Linked DNA regions of Anas platyrhynchos: region 2 is linked to region 1. The links are chromatin contacts, called in public Hi-C maps. All regions are on one chromosome and are shown on one strand. Each heading gives the region's core, a stretch centred on a gene start, on an enhancer-like site or on the middle of the called end of the contact. The rest is flanking DNA. Distances are from core to core; before and after follow the strand shown.

Region 1 (7,667 bases), core at 3,985-6,484:
GGCGTGCACTGTGACATTTACTCCTGCCTACCAGAAACCTGCTGAGTGCTGCACGCAGCCCGCTGTCTCCTCGGCACTCAGTCCAGGTGCATTGCGTCTCCAGGCCTGGCACTGTCCGTGTCACGCAGAAGTCACACTCGTGGCGAGCTAACACTGCGATAGCTCCCAGGGATTTGGGGACAATGCAGTTCTGAGGAGGCAAGAGTAGGAGAAAGATAAGAGTGACTCTTCACATGGGCTTACCTAGACAGGTACCGACCTGCCTCCTGCAGGCACATGTTTTTGCTGGCTTCTTATGAAGCAAAGGCAAAAGCTGTTGGAATCAAGCTGTAGACATACGTGTGATCTGTTAACTCTGGAGTTCCTGTGTTGCGTGGCCTCTATTATCTACTGCCGTCATCATCAGATGGTGGTTTGGCTGTTAGCTTCAGAGGACATAAATGTAGCTCCAAAAAGAACATTGTGTGAACAACACTCCTGATAACACAGCAGTGGGCACAAACCCATTCATTAAATAAAGTAATTAATAGTCACCTCACCTCTTCCCACTCACAAGCGAGTGATTAGATGCCAATTGTAGTGCTTATTGAAAATTACCACATACAGAAGTGTATATCCTGAATGTCAGTAAATGTCAGCAAGCTCAGCCACGGCTACCCACTGGTGCCCGGGGAGGACTCGGGGCAGGAGGCAGAGGCTCTGGCTGAAGGAATTCCTACAAGAAGCTGTAGGAAACGGCTGTACCCTGGATACTGCTCTCTGCTCCCACCAACCACGGGAAGGACATAAACACCCCACGGGTTTTATATCCTGAAATGGTGGTTAGGTTGGGAAAGCAGCGGTGGAGTCAGTCTGTGTATGTTTCCCAGGCCCTTCTGTGGAAGTCAGTGGTGAAAATTCCCATAAACAACAGGTCAGAATCCAGCCTCTCTCTTCATATCTCTGCATAACCCTGTCACTGGACACTCAGGCACTCTCAAATAAGAGTGAGAGGAAAAGGTTACCTGATCAATCAAGTATTTCCTTCAGCTGCAGTTCTTTTTCCTACAGGAAGCCCTGGCTTGTGTAAGCCACTCAAGAAGCAAACATCAAAGGACTCCTCTATCGCTTAGATAGAGCAGTAATAGACTGCACTTGAACTCTACTCAGTGAAGTGAAACTTCTTAAGCTGAGAGCTGAAGTTAAATTTGTTATTCCTGGCAAACTGCCCAAGAGGAAATGGATCTAGGGCAGAAGTTTGTTTGTTAGATAGTAGAGAGAGATTGACACTTTTATAACATGCCACAAAAGCAGGGGAAATAGAAAGAGTTGCTCAAACTACTGCTTGAGCTAAGATCTACTCTTAATGCTGTAGTGGTTATAAGACCTCTTTTTAGTAATTGGCAGATAATGGAAAGCAGAAAGTAGGAAGTACTCTGAGCAAAGGTCCTGCCCATCAGGCCAATTCAAAAGTAGAGGAGGTAAAATCCTTGTGTAGCACCAGCCACTTTAGGTCTTTGCATACAGCAGCTGTTACTCCAGAAACAGACGTGGATCAAAGATGCTCCTCCACCACAGACACGAGGTACCGGCTGGTCCTGTCCGCACTCAGCACCTCACAGCCTGCCACCCGCTCCAAAAGGAGTCGTGCAAGGAGCTCTCAGGTGTTTGATAAAATACAGAGCAGCACACAGCTCGGACCCCACTGCAGCATGCTCTCCCGGAGATCTGCTTGCCTGTGTACCTAGGGGTACCTCAGCACACACACCCTCTCCCATCCCGCGTCTCCCAAAGGCTCAGTCAAGCTAAGCTCTAGAGAGCCAGCAGAAAACCTGGACTTAGAGCAAGCAGCAAGAATGGTTTCACTGCACTGAAATTCTTTAATACGTTTGTCAAAACAACCAACTGCACCTAGAGGTTAGCCACACCTCATGCAAAAACGTCACGTGAGCTTTGCCCAGTCATCTCCCCGGTGGAGCTCTACTAAGATGCCATCTCCTAAATACGAAATCTGCATAGAATCATAGAATCATAGAATCATAGAATATCCTGAGTTGGAAGGGACCCTTAAGGATCATCAAGTCCAACTCTTGACACCGCACAGGTCTACCCAAAAGTTCAGACCATGTGACTAAGTGCACAGTCCAATCTCTTTGCAGTTGCATTTTGATTTTTGAAGTAAAGAGGCTTACCTCTTTATTACATATTAACAGGAAAAATATTTCAAGGTAACATGTATTAACAGTAAAAGTACTTCATGGTAACATGCTGTTTGGGATCTCCTTTACCATCTATAACTATATTGTCTATAAAATGCATTAAGACAGAGAATTCAAGCTGATAAAACCACACAAAAGCAAAGGCGGTGCATTTACCAAAGATACCAAAAGACTTGATCTTTGCAGGCATTTTTTTAATATTTGTTTCCACTTGTCGTGGTTTAACCCGGCCAGCAGCTAAACACCACGCAGCCGTTCACTCACCCTCCCCCCTCCCTCTCTGGGACGGGGGAGAGAAATGGAAAGTGAAGCCCGTGAGTTGAGATAAAGACAGTTTAATAAGACAGGAAAATAATAATAACAATAATAATAATAACAATAATAATAATAATAATAATACAATGGTGATACTACTACTACTACTACTAATGTGTACAGACAAGTGATGCACAATGCAATTGCTCACCACTCGCTGACCGATGCCCAGCCTAACCCCAAGCAGTCCGGCCCCCTCCCCCAGCTAGCCACCCCTATATATTGTTTAGCATGACCCCAGATGGTATGGAATACCCCTTTGGCTAGTTTGGGTCACCTGTCCTGGGTCTGTCCCGTCCCAGCTCTTGCTGCACCCCCAGCCTGCCTGTTGGCAGGACAGGGCAAGAAGCTGAGACATCATTGGCTTGGTGTGAGCACTGCTCTGCAACAATTAAAACATTGGGGTGTTATCAGAACTCTTCTCATCCTAAGCCAAAACATAGCATTCCACCAGCTACTAGGAAGAAAATTAACTCTGTTCTAACTGAAACCAGGACACCACTTCATGCCTGGAGTGTAGTTTAAAGAGCTGATTGTGTACAGATACAAGAACAACTCCAAGTACAAAGAAGTGTTACTGTGCACATTTAGTGGTGCCTCAAACAAAGTTTATTGCACAGATTTTGCAATGTGGGGGAATTATAAATATTGTTATATCCTATTCCTTGGTATTTTTTTTCTTTATTGTTATTATTATTATTATTTTATTTGGAAAGGCTTTGCCTGAAGGTTAAACAGTCCCCATGTAATCTATGAATGAAACAGAAAAACCTGCTTAGATATCTGGTCCCACACCTGACACTCCTGCCAGGCTGCACAAGCACTGACAGCTCCCAAAGCACGTCTGCCACCAAATCCTTTCCTTCCACGTGGGCAAAACAGACGGATCCAAGCATCGTGCCCTCCAGAGATACTGAAAGCGGCTTTCAGTTGTTGGACCATGATTGCTGCCTACAGACAGCCCTTATCTTTCTAAAAACAAGCACTCCAAGCATACAGAGGCGTCCTGTGAATGAAACCGAGGCCATGAGCTGCCAAACTGACCCGCGCTGGTTCTGCCATACGCCGTAAGAGAGGCTACTTGAACACTGTCCAAATACATTTCTTGACTGGGCCTTGGCAAGACTGTCTCTTAGGAAGGAGAGATTAGTCAGCAGTAATCGGGAAGCATTTATCCATGATTAAGTGCATAGGCTATTGAACAAATCTAATAAAATGGCAAAAAACTCCTGAATTATATTTATACTATAAAAAGAGGGAAGGGAAGGGAAGGGAAGGGAAGGGAAGGCAAGGCAAGGCAAGGCAAGGCAAGGCAAGGCAAGGCAAGGCAAGGCAAGGCAAGGCAAGGCAAGAGAGAAAGAGAAAAAGAGAGAGAGAAAGAGAGAGAGAAAGAGAGAAAGAGAGAAAGGGAGAAAGAGAGAAAGAGAGAGAGAAAGAGAGAAAGGGAGAAAGAGAGAAAGAGAGAGAAAGAGAGAAAGCGAAAAAGAGAAAGAGAAAGAGAAAAAGAGAGAAAGAGAAAAAGAGAAAAAGAGAAAAAGAGAAAAAGAGAAAAAGAGAGAGAAAGAGAGAGAGAAAGAAAGAGAAAAAGAGAGAAAGAGAGAGAAAGAGAGAAAGAAAGAGAGAAAGAGAGAAAGAGAAAGAGATAGAAAGAAAGAGATAGAAAGAAAAAGAAAGAAAGAAAGAAAGAAAGAAAGAAAGAAAGAAAGAAAGAAAGAAAGAAAGAAAGAAAGAAAGAAAGAAAGAGAGAAAGAGAGAAAGAGAGAAAGAGAGAAAGAGAGAAAGAGAGAAAGAGAGAAAGAGAGAGAGAGAGAGAGAGAGAGAGAGAGAGAGAGAAAGAAAGAAAGAAAGAAAGAAAGAAAGAAAGAAAGAAAGAAAGAAAGAAAGAAAGAAAGAAAGAAAGAAAGAAAGAAAGAAAGAAAGAAAGAAAGAAAGAAAGAACCCTAAAGAGAAGCAGGAGGAAAGCATGAAATCATATTTTGGCTTCTTGCACAAGAACTACAGAATAAATCATATGCTGTTGATACATCTCTTTAGGATTCTCACCCAATAGCTGTTATGATCAAATCTAAAGCAACTCCATATGTAAACAACAAGGAACAGGGCTGCTGGAAACTGTTTGGTTCTTCAAAGCCAAAATAACTATAAGCAGGTAACAACTTTACCTTTAAATTAACACTTTTAGCTAATTGGGCTGCCACTTTTCCAGTTGCAAATCACTAAAGCATTTGCCTCCTAAATTCAGGGAAAAAGTCTCCAGAGACCATGAGTCAGTGAATGAAAACTGGTTTGGGTCCCATGGCAAAGAAAGCACTTTGCATTCAAAAATAGATATATTTCTTGTGGGAAAAAACAGCCCAGCTCCTTCCTCTCCCATAGATAATGCAAAATGTCAGGCACCTCCCTCCCTCCTGTCCCAGGAGATCAATAGTGTTGCAATGATTACTTTGTTTTGCTGTGTGTTGTTTTTCCTTAAAGGTTAGCTCACATCTAATTGCAAATTGTGACCCAACAGCCACCAAACCCAACTCCCTGCTTATGGGAGGAAGAGGCACGGGACAGCAGGATGCCACTTGTGTTGAACTGCTGCGGCTGCAGAAAGCAGCAGGCTTCAGACACTTGGAAGAGACAAAGCTGGGATGGGAAGGCCAGGCTGGGGGACGGGGGACGGCTGAGTGCAGGGATGGGGGTAGTACCTGTGTCCTGTGCACAGCACGAGGGGCTCCAAAGGGTCTGGGAGGGGATGGCATGCTGGGGAAACCTACCTGCACACCTGTGTTTGCATTTACACAGCAACACACCTGTAGGATTCATCTCCTACACTGAGAGCACATCCTGAAGGTTGGGGGCTGTACAGAGGAGCAGTGTAAGGTGCTGAACCTCAAAGATAACATTCAAAGGTATGGCATGTCCTACCCTTTTAAGTCAAGGCTTGCAAGCAGCAGGTTCAGGGATTCCAGCATTGGGCTGCCTGCAACTCCCACACCGTAGCAGCTCCAGGGGTGCAGCAGAGCCACAGCGCCTGCTTGCAGCTGCTGCACAGGTGAGCCTGAGCCCTGCCGGAGAACTGCGGTCCCAGCACAGTCGAGCAGAGGATCCGAGACAGTCACACAGCATCGCTGCGACACCGCCGTCTCATGCCACAGCACTGCAGCCTCATGCAAAACCACAGCTTATCTGGAGTCTTGGCAACTCGTGCCATTAATCCTCAGCCCTCTGGGGTCTCTCAGCTCTGTCCGCTCCACCTGCACTGCCATCGTGCTGAGTTTGCAGGCAGCGGGGCCAGGCATGCGAGCATGGAAAGATGTGAGGACGCTGCCTAGAAGTTCCTCTGCTCTATTGTTCTCATTTCACTGGATAATTTCTACATCATCTACATTCTGTCTACATGGAAAAAAATAAAATAAATAGACTAAAAATCCCAGACAGGCAGTTAAACTGAACTCTAGGCTGTGTGCTACCACTACTGGCTAGGCAAAGTTCTCACAGTCCTAGGGGAGTTAGGAAAAGGGGGAGTAAATATCACAAGGGATGGCTTTGCTTACTCACATCATTGGCATAGGCACACTTGTTTACGTTGGATTGGCCTCATCTAAACTTTGCTGGAGGTTGACCATAATATTTACAAGCTAAAAGAACAATTATGTAGCTGAGAGCAGCTAAATGGAACAAAACAAAACCAGAGAGGCAGAAATCACGTCGTTTGCGAAAGTCAGAAAAACAAACTGAGCCATCAGACCACACATCTTCCCCACTCTATAGAAATTTACACCGTGGCACAATTTGTGCTGCTTTGCTGCAGTATGGCTGTTCTTTGGGTTTCTAAACACTTATGGTGCTTATACGCTCCGTGTTCTGATTTGTACCATATAAATGTATATGGAAGGATATTTCCTATGCCTCATCTGTTTGTTTACAGAGTCCACCTTTAAAAGACCGATACTTTTTCCTCCGGGGCCTGTTTACAATCTGCACCTGTGATGCTTTCTTCAGTTCGAATCTCATGGGCTGTATTTATTACATAACTGTTTTCCCTCTTTTAGACACTATTAATCATCCCTCTGCCAAGATCTTCTTCCCACACCAGGCTTTACTGTACATTCCTTGCATTTTCATACCATGATGTCAGTCCAGAGTTGGAACAAAGATAAGAATGGCTCATGATTTTCCTTCAAATGATCCCTTTTCTTCAAAGCTATATATAAAATAAAAACCTAATATCCACCATGGAATTCAGGGAGGGCCAGGCCTGGGGATTTACGGTCCTCTCATATTCCGTATCCTTATTTCCTGAAAACTAAGAGAACATATGCAAAATGATTTTGGAAAAATGATTGTAGGAATACAGAGAGCACAGCAAGCACAGCATGGCTTTCTAATCAATGGTAAAGCAACTAGGCAAATATGTAAATTACATCTGCAAATGTTTTGAAAATAGTTTGTCAACTATGCTTGAAAAATTATGAAAATCTTTCACACTTCTGAATGTTTGGAAAAGTGAGACTGCTGCATACATTTAACACTTTTTTGCTATTGTGAATGATTTTTTATGTTTTAGAATAGCAAGAAGAAAGAATGCTGAGACAAATTCCATTCATTTGCATGTTTCAGAGATAGCATGGGCTCTGATTTTTTAATTACGAACTTTGTTTTATGAAAGCAAAAAAATAATAATAATAATAATAAAAAAAAAAACTAATAATCTGGCAAATCACTGTTCTGGGGCAAACACTCATCCTACCGTGGTTTCCTTTGGCCTGAGTACCCCAAGCAGGTTGCTTCCAACTAAGTTATAATACTCACATTATAAAGTGTAAAGGCTCCACATAACGTCATAGCAGCATATCAGAAGAGCAGTGCTGTGACATGCCTGGCTGTCAAATCTCAGCCTATAAAAATACCTAGGCAGCTCTGCTCGCTTGGAGTAAAGAAGAGAGCTGCTCAGGCAGAACAGTATTTGTTTTATTGACAGATTTTACTGTTATCTGTTATCCACCAGTGGGCTCCATTTGCAGTTTTCATCACAGAGTAATTGCTTATTAGAGACATTAGCAGGTTGTTTATTTGAAAACTATTATGCTAATAAGGAGCAATCATATTAGCAAGGTGTGCTCTGTACAACTTTATTTGTTTATCCTCAGGGACTAAACTTCTGAA
Region 2 (6,888 bases), core at 1,080-3,579, 50 kb after region 1:
ACTTGCACTCAGCATTAAAAATAAATAAATAAATCAGAGGCTCTTTTTCTGTATTCTAAGAAGTCAACGTCTACAGATGAGATTTATGGTCTCTTTCAAGGAAAGACTTTCATATAACTTAGGATTAATTTACATTCTGAGCTATCAAATTTTACTTCTGAGTTGTGGAAAGAGAAAGAAGGGACAGAGGGCAGGAAGAGAGCGAGAGAAGCTCTCACAGGGCTCGTGCTCGGCCTTCTTCCAAGACAACTATGCCCCAGCAAGAGAAATTCAGATGGATATATCCACGTGAATAACCAACTATTGCTAGCACAGCCTTCTTAGTGACAAATGCTAGAGCAGTTTGACACTAGACTAAGGTGAAGGCTGACTATGTTCAGATTTGGACATAACCTAGCACTTTTATTAAGAAAGCTTTCCTGCAGAATAAATACATTGCAGAACAACAGGTTAAAAATGGGTCAAGTTTAAAACAAATGTCTTTGAAAGGAATGTCCTCACCCTTTTTTCTCTTTTTCCTGTTATGCCACTATTAGCATTTGTTCAAATTGGATGTTTTTAGCCTTGCAACCTCTCCGGTCTTAAAATTATGCATAGACTCCAAGTTCTCTTTATTACTATGACTTTTAGAAGATTTCCACCCAGCTAAAAATATAGCGAAGAAAACCACTAACAGCACTAGGCATACTGTCTTCCAGTTACTAGTGGTTACCACCCTACAAGCCACTGCTACACTGAAGTTAACTTTAAGAGATTTTCACAAAACCACATTTACTTGAAAATGGTGTAATGCACTCTCAGACTCTAACAAAAGAGCTACTCACATTCTTCAGATTAAGATTCAATTTCTTTTAACTGAGGTTTTACTCCCCCTCAGGAGCAAGGTCCACCCAAGTACTTGCATCAATACGCAGCACTGGCAACTTAGGCAGAGGCTGAAGAACTCACACTTCTCAAAGTGCAGCAGGACATAACCAAACACCAAGGAGTATGTCGTGCTGATCAAGTGATAGAAGGTGTTTGGAGTCTTGTTGCATAAACAACAGTGTACCTGCTCCCCACCACAAACACTAAAGGGAGCTATATCTAAATAAAATCTTATCACTTCTAGCTGAGCACTGTCCTGAACCTCTCCTTGCAATCCGAAAGGAAAATGATGAGTGTGACCCAGATGAATCACATTCCCAGATGGACTTCCCAGTCTTTTTTTCCTGGCTAGAAAGAAGGAAATTTTTTCCAGTTTCCTATGAAGCAATAATCATGTCAGCTTGCAATACTGATAAATTTGAATAAGTAGATCAAAAGTCTCCCTGGGAGGTACAGCTTACTGAACATGAAAAAAACAGAGAGGAGCCTTCATGTCTCCACCTAACCCTGCTACAAACGAGAATATAATTTTGAGCGAGTGACAGAAAGACACCACAGAGCTGTAGAGCCCAGTGTACAAAGTGCCCAGCTGGGTCAGACCCACAGCTCCCCTTGTCCAGAAGGCGTCTCCAGCAGGGCAGCAGAAGGTGCTGTTTCGAGAGAATCTATAAACCATGGTCTGTGCAACCACTACCTGCTGACCAGGACTTCTCCTGACCCTGTCTTGAACCTGCTCTGACTGCCTGTTTTCAAAACATCCTCTGGCTGCAAGCTGCATAAATTCACTAGCTGCTGTGTAAACAAATACTTTCTTTAATCTGTTTTAAACTGATTCCCAACCAGTTTCATCAAGTGTCCTGTAATTCTGGTACTGCAGGATTTCTGTCAAGTTCTGCATTCACCTTACCCACCACCTTCAGGATTTTGTAAATCTTTATCACCTTGCCCCTCTCGGCTTCTCCTCTCCTAACTGGAGCCTTGCAAAAGACAAGAAGTGCTGCTGCACGCAGGGCAGCGGTACCATCCCTTTGACCTTGAGTTGCCTTTCTCTGTACCTTCCCTAAACTACATCTGTCTTAAGATGCAGACACCAAAGCTGCGCCCAGTGCTCAACATGCGGGCACACCAATGTTTTAAACATTGGCAAAATGATGCCTTTTTCTGATTCTCAGTACCTTTCTCTTATGATGCCAAAAAGCACTGCCTGTGGTTTTCCGGCTGCTGCTGCTCCACGCTTGCAACAAGGACAGAGGGGAGCTGTGAGTGACAACGACAAGGCCTCTAACAAGTTACAACCCTCAGGTCTGAGGTCAGCGTCACACAGGCATGGTTTAGACACATTTTTTGCTTACTGGAAAAAAACTTCTGCTTGAAGACTTGTGTTTACCTATGCTGACGTTCCTCTACCACGTTCCTGCCCACTCAGTTACAACGACGGCCTTCTGGAATTCCTCAGCACTGACGAAGCATCTGCCTACCCGTCAGGAACAGTAATGTTGGTTTTCATCAGAACTGGAATTATTCTGAGGCTGGTACAAGTTAACAAATCGGGCTGCTGAGTTGAGTAATGTCTGGAAGCCACAGGGAAGGCAACTGAGATCAGTCAAGACCACTACAGCTACTTCTATCATTGTGGGAAGATTACTAAAGACAGAAGATTTATTAAGCAGGGCAGAAATCATAGGCAAAATTTTAGAATGTTCTAAAACTAAAGAAAATAAAAAAGAATGACCACACCTCCATGACTGATGGATGAGGATAGCAAACAATCTCTTTTCCTATCACCTGATTAGATTTGGGAAGAGTACCCAAAGGGCTTTTGAGACATTAAAGACCTGAATTTTGATCTTAAAGGGATTTTTTGGACATTCTCTGCAGCTCTGTTTATTGGCATTAATACCAGCCCTTGTTTAGTCTACAGCTAGCCCTCCCACCTGTGAAAGTGGTGGTGCTTGAAGAAAAAAATAGAAGTATAGGGTAACGTGTTTTTCAGTGCACTTCCATTCATTTCTCCCTTAACAGGCAAACATTCCCTTACAGTCCTCAAAGTCAGAGGACTGATTCTGCCCGAGTTTCACAAACAACTTGCCCAATCCCAATGCCTTCAACTGAACTTGGAAAACAGACTGAGCAATCCCCAGGAGCTCAGCATGCCTTGTGTGGGCTGGGATGTGCCAGCAGGCACTGCTGATCACTCAACAGGTGGCACTGTCTTTGGACACGACACACTTTGGGTCTTACTGCATGATGTGAGTCGGTAGTATTTGGAACAAAGAAGTGCACCAAATATTTTTAAATGTATTGAAAAAATTAATTGAAACTTCGGTATTTGTAACTCAGTGGAGGGGGGTTAATATCTTTTTTGTCTTTTATTTCCTACTTGACTTTTCCTTGGATTTGACTTCTCAAGTCCAATTCACTTCTTTCTTCTTATCTGTTTGAAGTTTAGCTGTTACATGTATCCATAATACCAACGGACCATTCCCTGCATTTACATATAAATAATATACCAGACTGTAATGGATTGTTCACAGCATTTCAGACAGTTCATGGAGGCAGCTACTTGATCATTGCTATGGAGGAAATCAGATCTCCTGCAACACTAACTCTGGTAACGCTCTGGCACAATGACCAGAAAGCAAGGTCCCTAGGGCACTTTCAGATCCATCAACCATCAGTCCTCACTCCTACTTTGCAATGAGAAATGACTGTGAAGACAGTCTTCAAAACTACCTTTTAAAAAGTTAAAGGAAAATCCAAATAACATTAGAGGGAAAAAAATTTACTATCATAGTGAAGCTTGAATTTTAGTTTTTTTCTGCTAAAGAATTCTGTATTAGAACAAAACTGAATCACCACAATACGGACAGAAATGAAACAAAAACTTATTCAAATTAGAGGGTTGCGACAGCTTATCACAGAAGAATAATTGACCAACAATGGTAAACAAAAGCCTTAAGAACATCTGTGATTAATGCAAGACCTTAAGAAAACAAGTATTTTGGCTCGGCTGCCTCCTGAGCACTAGCTGTCGTACCACCATAGGAACTGTCATCTATCACGCACAGCACTGCCAGGAGCCGTCCCCTAAAAGACAGCACACAAACATCACGTCGCATAAGTACAACACTGGAAATCAAAAAAAAAAAAAAAAAAAAGACAGAAAAAAAAAAAAAACAACGCTAATTTTGAAACTGAGAGTTTCATCAGACTCTGAAAGCTACTGTTCTCAGCCATAGCTGGTAGTAGATTTAGGTAACACGGCAGCTAAGCGTGCACTCTCAATGCGAGCAAAGCAGTAGTAACTTGCTGGGAGTCTGCTTCCAACCAAATATAAGTACCACATTCCTTTTGTGCTTTTCATCTTAAAAAAAAAAAGTGTATCCATTGCACATAACAATGAAGATCTATCCTATTTAATGGAAAAAGGCATTCTCCCCTCCCCCCCCCCCCCAAGAACTCCACTAACCTCATGATTCTGCATGCTGTCTCTTAAATAGAAGTCTTTTTTTTTTTTTTTTTTTGCTTCTTTCTGTTTCCCTACAAGCCAGCCAGTCAGAAGCACGCTGCACTATGGTATCATAGTGGCAAAGCCATGCAGAGAACTTTTTGAACCCACTCAGCAAACAGGACAGACAGCACACCCCCTCCTAGCCCCCAGGGCAGAACGCGGCCATGGGCACCCCGAGGCAGAGGTCGCTTTTCCTTCCCTGCTTTTCTCAGCCAGGCACCCACTGCTCTGCTGGACACACCACTGGCATCCCCTCCGCACATCTGTCCCCAAATAGCTGGATGCTAAAAACAAAATAAAAAGCACTTCCATTCCTAAATGGAAAGAAAATTATTAAGTGACTTTGTTATCAGTTACCTACTGCCACCGAACAAGAGAGATCTCTTTGCAGTGCTACTCTGCTGGAAGCTGAAGCAGGAGGCACGTTTCATCTCCTCCTCTGCCAGAGGGCTTCTCTGAAGGAGCAGGAGCTGGCCCCCAGGCTCCCAAGCAGGTGAAAATGGCAAACCAGCCCACAGAACGAGTGCAAGATTTCAGACCAGACAGCAAATTAAACACTAGCAAATGTGGGAGGCATCAAGAAGTTCAGGAAAGAAAAAATAAATAAATTAAAGGAAGGATTTGTGTAGTAAGAAATGTTACCAAGTAGACATTAGTGTTGTTGCAGTGAAGGGAAAATAGCTGGAAGCATTAAGCTGCATGGCGCTACGTGTTGCGGCCTCTCAGTCTTGACCACACAACCAGCAGCTCCAAATTCCTCTGGGGACTATCAGGAGAGAGCAATTTGGCTCGTAATTATCATGCATCACCATTCCCTCACGTAACGTGCTGACTTTCTGATTCTACACAGGGAATGGTGTTTGCCTCAACATTCAAGTAAAAACAGATTTTCACATTATTAAAAGAATAAATTTCTCTTGAAAGAAAAAAAATAAACACCTTTCTTACTTATATAGATTTTTATCTTCTCCTTTCCTTATGATTTAAATATTTTCTTTCACTCAGGACAGTCTGTTTACACTTTTAAACAAAGATGCAAATAGTTCATTAAAATGAAGCCATTCTCAAACGTTCTTCCTTTCATCCTAAAAATTATTTCCTCCCTTGTCCAGCTCCAGATGTTCTGCCTACTTCAATCCCACAAGACATCAGAAAGATACAATTTCATAACCTAAAGACAACTTTCCACTCAATGTTACATCTGCTGTCCTTTCCTTGTGAAGTGTCCTAAGTAACAAGTCTGCTGCTCTGAAACCGTACTTATCTCTGTTTTACTTTCCTTACAGCCTTTGTACGCAGAATCTGTTTTCACAACATTTTGAAACCTGCGTGTGCAACAACTTGTTAGCGAGTAAGCTGCCAGAATACACACACTTGAGATATTAGCATGTGCTAAATCAGGTTTTGAGTTGTAAGTACCTTACTCGGGCATTCCAAGTTTGTTTAACTCAGTGAAACAGAAAAGGACTATTACTATCACATTTACCTTGGCACGTATACTCAATCCTCCACAAAAAAGCACTTGGCCCCACATAAGTCAGAGGCAATGAGTAACATCATTTATAATCTCCTTAGGACAGGCAATGACCGTATCTCTAACACTGTAACTCATCCCTCTCCTCTCTCAACTTCTCTGCTCTATGTCCCAGATCAAATCTTCTGGTTTCTTTAATCTGCATTTGCTATTTAAAAACACATTAGATTGGAAAAGGCTCCCTGTAAAACATGTGGTACTTTCTAAAAGGAAACAGAAGAGCTGACACATGAAATGAAGACAATGCCTGAAAGATGCACTTACAACCTCGATATTTGTCTTTTTATATCTATCCACAGCAGTGAAGAAACATTCACTTTCATTTCCAAGGTGCTGCAGGACTGCCCCAGGGATGTCCGAGCTGAGCACTGCCCGTGGCTGCAGGGGTCACTTCTTAGCGCTCAGCCTCGCCTCACACCCCAGACTGACGCACCGAAGGGAAGATGCAGTCACCCTCAGTTGACTAGCACCGTTTACATGTGTTCATTTATATCTGTCTTGTTCCATTTGAATGAATTATTAATTTGAGGTTCCCTCTACTAGGACTTTCATCTGTTAAGGCATTAAGCTATTAAGGGAGGTGAGGCACATGATGATGACAGGTTAGTGAATCTAAGATGATTATCTATTATCCTACGTCTTTTATGAATTGTTCATGCTTGACCACAAGGATAATGGACACAGTGAAGAAGAGTAAACAGTTTCATCCGAGATTTTTTCAGCAAGACCAAACTGTAGCATTCTGTCAGTCACGTGTAACTTGGCCTGCACATGAGAGCGGCAGTGATCCCAGCACAAATTACGCTCACAGAGGTGGAGCACTACAGGTTCCTACTACAGATAACCTTGTCGCTTGCTCTACTGAAATAATCTGAATGATTCACACAAAACTAATACAGGTTTGATGGTCTAAGGAAGTGGCATTTTGTAGCAAGGGATAAGAATTTCAGCACTAATTAAAAGGCCTGAGGAAAAC

Evidence for each region. Hi-C and Micro-C count contacts between places; a contact is called where the count stands out from the background.
Region 2: a Hi-C map of skeletal muscle shows a contact between it and region 1, with 1.6 times the contacts expected there. The contact joins two enhancer-like sites. A contact is called at or near these places in 4 of 8 Hi-C or Micro-C datasets (F5 follicle, liver and skeletal muscle).

Annotation. Positions count from the first base shown.
Region 1 is chr9:22,628,122-22,635,788 of IASCAAS_PekinDuck_T2T, forward strand. No RefSeq gene overlaps it. Among named protein-coding and RNA genes, the nearest start is that of IRS1, 81 kb to the right of the region's middle. Within about 2 kb of position 5,235, at least 2 of the 8 cell types and tissues checked have an H3K27ac peak or open chromatin away from gene starts, as enhancers often do.
Region 2 is chr9:22,681,267-22,688,154 of IASCAAS_PekinDuck_T2T, forward strand. All of the region lies in intron 1 of IRS1 (insulin receptor substrate 1), which reads right to left. Among named protein-coding and RNA genes, the nearest start is that of IRS1, 28 kb to the right of the region's middle. Within about 2 kb of position 2,330, at least 5 of the 8 cell types and tissues checked have an H3K27ac peak or open chromatin away from gene starts, as enhancers often do.